Regions from separate parts of the Astyanax mexicanus genome. Here region 2 is linked to region 1. A link is a contact called in public Hi-C data. All regions are on one chromosome and are shown on one strand. Each heading gives the region's core, a stretch centred on a gene start, on an enhancer-like site or on the middle of the called end of the contact. The rest is flanking DNA. Distances are from core to core; before and after follow the strand shown.

What was found. A called contact is a pair of places that touch in the nucleus more often than the background predicts.
Region 2: a contact with region 1 is called in a Hi-C map of muscle, with 5 times the contacts expected there. The contact joins the enhancer-like site here to the promoter of ndr2 in region 1. A contact is called at or near these places in 2 of 3 Hi-C or Micro-C datasets (blood and muscle).

What each region holds. Positions count from the first base shown.
Region 1 is chr15:15,375,803-15,379,089 of AstMex3_surface, reverse strand. It overlaps ndr2 (nodal-related 2), which reads left to right and starts at 1,821. Exons shown (of 3, transcript XM_007242927.4): 1 at 1,821-2,114. The coding sequence starts at 1,901. pald1a (phosphatase domain containing paladin 1a) reads right to left here and starts at 459. Exons shown (of 20, transcript XM_022669058.2): 1 at 249-459.
Region 2 is chr15:15,417,620-15,421,272 of AstMex3_surface, reverse strand. It overlaps pald1a (phosphatase domain containing paladin 1a), which reads right to left. Exons shown (of 20, transcript XM_022669058.2): 2 at 119-301. The coding sequence starts at 288. Among protein-coding and RNA genes, the nearest start is that of pald1a, 41 kb to the right of the region's middle. Within about 2 kb of position 1,337, the one cell type or tissue checked has an H3K27ac peak away from gene starts, as active enhancers do.

The DNA.
Region 1 (3,287 bases), core at 572-3,071:
TGCAGTGCTATTGAAGGTGGAACGGAGAATTGGAGTATGGGGACGGCGAATGGCAACTCCTCCTTATGGGATGCGAGCCATGCCAAGAGTGTGAAGTGTGAATGGGACATGGGTGCCCACATAGTGTGCACACACACTCACAAACACAGACACATGAAACACACACACACACACACACACACACAACACTGCATCCCAAACACACACAGCTCCAGCTCACTGCAGCAAAAACTTCTCCCATTACTCACCATTGCACCAAACCCGCAGTCCTCTGCGGAACAAACTGCACGAAAAAAATTCTTCTAGGTTTCTCCGGGTTCTAAAACGTTCTCTATGTTCTTGTGCTTTTCGCTTAAAACGCTCTGGTGTGTTTTTAGCGCATGGGCGGCTCTCCAGTCCCCAAAGATTTTTTTTATCTCCCCAAGTAGAAAAGCATTGTGGCAGCGAGGTAGCGCCCTGCGCATGCGCGTGGTGGACGAAAACGGGTGTTTTTTACGAATGTACCCGTTTTCTGATAAATTCCGCCCTGTGCTGTGATTGGCTGGTAGCATCTCGAGGTCTGGGCTGGGATTGGGAGATAGTTGATCCCAGAGTTCTCTTAGCGTGAATATCAGTGATTATAAACTTTTAACCAATTGTAAAGAAGGTGGGCGTGGTTTTACGGAATACGGGTGAGTTGCAAAAATTTAACCCCAGCTACAATCACACAAAATAAAGAATATATCATTTTCAGAAAATGTTCTTTAGATTGAATAGATAAAAATACAATGTTAAAAATCTTACAAATTACAAATGTCAATTTTTAATGTTTAATAGCATACAAATATACATATACATAAATATAATGTAATATAATAAAAATTAAATCAAATAATATGAAATCATCTCATAATTCTAATGTGTTAATGTAATAATATAATAATATAATTATATTCCAACAAAAAAATAAAATTAAATAAAAAGGTTATTTTTATGTTTTATTTAGGTTTATTGTATAATCAATCAACTGTCAATTTAAATATAAAATAGCAAATGCAAATGCATACAATATATGCATATGCTGTAATATACTACACTAAACTAATATATAACAAATATTATGTAATTACTCGTCTAATATGTAAATGTAATAGCACCTTATATAAGTCTTAGAAATGTGATTAATATATATTTCTGTAAATAAAAAAATAATAAATATTATCCAGTAAAAATGTAAAAAAAGGCTGAGATTGTCCAGTGCTGCACCTATAGCATCATAAACTTTTATAGCAAAAAAGTTTATTGTAACTGTTATGTAACAATTCAATTGTGAAGACTTGAATATGATAACATAGGAATATTAATATGATATAAATATATGAGTACACTGCAATAAAATAAATACAACAATCATTTTACACAAGAATGTAATCATATAGTTATGTTAACAATTTAAAATGTATTTCCATTATTTCTTTGAAGCCTAGGATGTCCAGTGCTGCTACTATATCATCATAGTGTAAACTAGGTTTATACTGGTGTTAACAGAATATTACATATACAATATATACCAAACTTGAAGGAGTCAGAAAACCCAATCCAGGACCATCGAGGTCTTCAAAGAGCGCAGAAATAAACGGGACGTGTGTAAACAGTAATATGTCGCAAAGGAGAGATCTAAGTGTTCATTGTAAAATATGCATGCCGGGGGTCCTCATTTACAGCTCAATAGCTGATGACCTGTCATGTTGGCCCTTGAAGAGGCACTCTAGCTTCCTTTCATGCTTTCTGCTCTGGCACTTGTTAAATGTGTGGGGTGTTTAAGGAGGAGGGGGGGTGGCGCTGATGATGGGGGGGTGGTATAAAAGGCCAGACTGGTGCCACAACCTGTCATTTCCAAGCCCCTGACCCAGCCACCAACATGCAGGGATTTTTACTGGCAGTCTTGTGTTCCCAGTTCCTCCTGACCCGAGTGTCAGGCAGTTATAGGAATGCCAGCGTCCCACGACACCATCCACCCTCCTACATGATGCGTCTGTACCGCAGCTTCAGGCCCGGACAGACCCCAGCTGAGGATCACATGGAGCAGGACAGGAGCAAGCAGGCAGATACCATCAGGAGCATCATGTCCAAGAGTAAGGAGATACATTTTTTTTTGTTTGGAATAAAGGTTTCAAATGATTTGGACTAAATGGCAAAAATAGCATAGCATGCTTAAACCTAAAACCTGGTCCTCACAGGGACCTTTCAGAGAATTACACTGGGGTTCTGTGCCAGAACCCTGCACACAGTAATACCTGGTACAGGTGTGTGAGGAGCTGAAGCACAGAAACCATGTGAACACTGGCTAGTGTAGAGGTGCAGATTATCTACTCTTAAAGCAGAACTAGATCTAAACTCAATTATGGATCTGATAGATAGATAGATAGATAGATAGATAGATAGATAGATAGATAGATAGATAGATAGATAGATAGATAGATAGATAGATAGATAGATAGATAGATAGATAGATAGATAGATAGATAGATAGATAGATAGATAGATAGATAGACAGACAGACAGATAGATAGATATATGTAATTTTGTAATAGATCTAATTTTGATTAACTGTTCAGACCGCTCATATAATAGCAGTATAAAATCTGTAATAGCAAGTTTAAAACTGAAAAAAATCAAATAAAAAAAGACAATTAGAAAAGAACAAATGTGGAAAATTTCTCCTTTTTTTTCTAAATCTCTTATTTGTAATTCATTCTGGATGAAAACTGTTATTAGACATTCTTAATTAATTAATAATTTAAACTTTTTAAAGTTTTTAAATTATTATTTAAATTTATCAGTTTAAAACTGTTTAAAACTGGTACAAAATTATGTAACATTTTAATTTTATTTTCTAAATTTCTCATTTCTGCATTAAGGATAAGCATAAATGGGTAATACAATAATGTAATATAATATAATATAATATAACATAATATAATATTGTAAAGTAATAAGAAAGTAATAAAGTAAATAGAAATTGTGTAATTCAGCCTTATTTTTTTTTTTGTTTGTTTTTTTGTTTTTTAATAATACACCGAGGCTACAGTTAACTGTGGCCTCTGTTAGTTAGACTGTTGCGTATTATTGCGCTGCTTTTGCGCAGGTTTTTTTTTTTTTTTTTTTTTTTTTTTTTTGAAGCCCCAGGCTGTCAGATGTTTTTAAGTTCAGCCCAGACACCTTCAGCCAGGCCAATCCACATCCACCCCCAGCCTCCCGGCCTCCGAGCCCCGCCGCTCCCCCAGTCTGCCCCTCCGCTGCCCGGT
Region 2 (3,653 bases), core at 88-2,587, 43 kb before region 1:
ATCTCCAGCGCTTGCGGGTTGCAAACGGGGGGTTGAGTGGGTGTGAAAGCCAGTGTAGTGAGTGTGTGTGTGTGTGTGTGTGTGTGTGTGTGTGTGTACTGTAGGAGGCGGGTCTTACGTGATAACGACTGGTGCCACCTTATTGGTGATAATGGACTTGGCCTTGCTGTTGTGGATGCTGACTGTCTGAAAGGAGGCATGGCCCAGGGAATGCCTGCTGTCCGTCATCCCGTTGCCGTGGAAACTCTCAGGCGTGGTCGGGGGGGCAGCACTGGCAGTTGTACCCATAATCCACTAGCAGCTGGAAGGAAAGGCACATATAGTGGTGTTAATTACAGCGAACACACATTTAAACTTAAAAACTCCAGCTGCTTTTTAACATTGCACTGCACGTCTGTCTGTACATATCTGTCTATTAACCCTTCTACAACCCCACCATTCCCCAAAACATTGGGTCAGTATGCAAACTTTTCATTTATTAATATACATACATTCATTCATGAATTTCATACCTGAAGCATATTTAAAAAAAATGGTGTGATGGTAGTTTAAGACTGGTATGAGGGTTTAAAAAAAAAAAAAAAACTTTAAAAAAAGTGTTTATATGGTAAGAGCACAAGCCTAAACTGAGGACCTGTGATCTCTGAAGCATCAGACACACTGCATCAAGAACCACCATTCAACAATAGATAAGAGAACCAAATGAACAAGACATTACTTTTAAAACCTTAATATATTATACCGTATAGTACCTCAATAATATGCTATAATCCTGATATCGTCTATTGTGTTTATTTGTATGTTTGTTCACAAATATAACAGTGAAGAGTATTTTAGGCAGTAGCGCAAAGACCAATGCTTCAATATTTACAACTCCATACACAATATATAAAAAGTATATATTTAACTTTTCAACTAGAATTAGTCACAACACCTGGCAACATATGACGAACTCATGACATTCTACAAACCAATTAATGTGAAGTATAGCGAGACACAGCCCATGTACCGTAGGTGATGACGACAGAACGTAGTACCCAAAACTAACCAAACTCAACGTATACAGTGTAACCTCTGGTCCTGACTTTCAGGTGTGAGGACGCCCTTACACACAAATGAATACTGGAAAATAAGTCCCAGTGGCTTGACCACACGTCCTGACGAGTCTATGGTGTCACACGGTCGTACGATGATGTTATTTGTCTGTTTTAATGAAGGACTAACAAACCTGATGGAGGAGTAACCCAATTTAATGGAGGACAGAAAGTCCTGCCTTTAGTGTAAACACTCCTCCACTGTCCTCCGTTAAACCAGCGTAACACCTGGAGGTGCGAGGTGTTTACAGATGTTTGTTGCCCGCCGGCGCTGCACTCAGAGAGGGATTAAAACCCCAGCTGGAGGGTCCATAACAAACACCACTGTAACCTCAAACTGAAACTAATTCATCACTGACCACACGGCCTAAACAGGGCCATGTTTGGTGCATCCTCCTCAGGAGTTCTCAGAGAGTGAGAGTTCCACATGCAACAGGAACTAGTATTGTGTCCCATGACTTTTGGCATATGCCATGGAGGCTAAAGAAAGCAGCAATGACCTCCTGTATTGATTTCTGACAGTCAGACACGGCATATGAAGATAAATACCATTGACTGCACTGTCCACTGTGGGTGGTAATGCCTTCTATAATGTATTACTGGCACACCCATGATGCTGTGCATCAAGGAATGTTAAATAATCTCTGATAATTCACCTACCACTGACATGAGTACGCTGGCCAATGTTAGTGTCTCACAAATCCATCCATTGGGGATGAATTGGGGATGAATTGGGGATGAATTGGGGATGAATTGGGGATGAATTGGGGATGAATTGGGGATGAATTGGGGATGAATTGGGGATGAATTGGGGAGTTGGGGATGAACTAGGGATGAATTGGAGAGTTGAGGATGAATTGGGTATGTGTTGGAGAGTTGGGGATGAATTGGGAGAAGTTGGAGAGTTATGGATGAATTGGGGATGAATTGGAGAGTTGAGGATGAATTGGGTATGTGTTGGAGAGTTGGGGATGAACTGGGGAGGAGTTGGAGTGTTGGGGATGAAATTGGATAGGTGTTGGAGAGTTGGGGATAAATTGGGGATGAATTGGAGAGTTTGGGATGAATTGGGTGTGTGTTGGAGAGTTGGGGATGAATTGGGATGAGTTGGAGAGTTGGGGATAAATTGGGGATGAATTGGAGAGTTTGGGATGAATTGGGTGTGTGTTGGAGAGTTGGGGATGAATTAAAGAGTTGGGAATGAAATGGGATGAGTTGGAGAGTTGGGGATGAATTGGGATGAGTTGAAGAGTTGGGGATGAATTGGAGAGTTGGGGGTGAATTGGGTATGTGTTGGAGATTTGGGGATGAAGCTGGATGATTTGAGGATGATTTAGAGATTACTTGGGGGGTTGGGAATGAGTTGGGTATGAATTGGGGATTAGTTGCAGAGTTGGGGGTAAACTGGGTATGAATTGGGGATTAATTAGAGATGAGCTGGGGTTCACTTGGAGAGTTTGGGATCATCATCATCAACATCATCACCACCCACTATCCGGACATCACTAATAATCTTGTTGCTGAACACAGCTTCTGCAGCCTAACCAGGATGAACTCTTTTTAATACCTTTAATTTTTAAACAAAAAAAATTAACTGTTCATAAAATACAGTTCACTAAAGTACTGCATGTTAGCAATTGTGCACTGTGCAAATTAACACAGTACTGAAACCAGCCGTGTAAACCCTGTGATCTGAATCCAGCGCTGCTTGGCAGAACAGTTGGGACAGAACACTGATTTTAACACTGACTAAATATTTTTGCAGCCCTCATCCGTCTTCCACGGCAACCAGAAGCCCTCCTGAGCGCTCAGTGGATAAACAAAGGCCGCTAATGCTAACACTCTCTCGCTCTTCATATCTGTCTTTCTGTCTGCCTCTCATTTGTGTGATTCTCTCTCTTTCTTTCCCTCTATTCCTTGCTCGACCTTACTCTGGTGCCATTCTGTCCCTGGAAACAAAGCAGAGGAGAGAAGTGTAGCCAATCGTTCAGCACTAATTCACTCCCACTAATTCCTCTGAAGGTTGTTCTGGTTTGAATACAAGATAAACCCTATAAAACCTTAGTCAATCTGCACGGACAGTAAAATGAGGTTGGGATCATTCCAATTTTATCCCTTGACCCCTGCATACATACAACGCTCCCCCTTTTTCGTATTCACACTGCGAGTTAGGATTTAAGGCTTTGAGTAATGATTACTTTTGGTAGCCGAACATTTCTATTTCTGCCATCCCCTCAATCACTGCCCATTGACTTGGGTCAGTAAAAACATTATCATTCTGGCTGCAGATCAGATCTCCACATGTAGGGGAACTTTCCCCTGACCCTCCCTCACTCACTCTCAGCAGAACCAGCAAGCTGACTGGCCAATAGTGTTGAAGGGCAGGACTTCATCCATAAACACACGCAATGCTGAACGTTACGAAAACTATCCTTCCATATTTCAACCAATGGCTGAAACAAGACAGAGCTAACAACAATAACCCGGAACATAAAAAGTGGCATACATTATGGCTTTAGTTAGTCGACTACATTTAGGGCAATAAAAAGAAAACAAAGA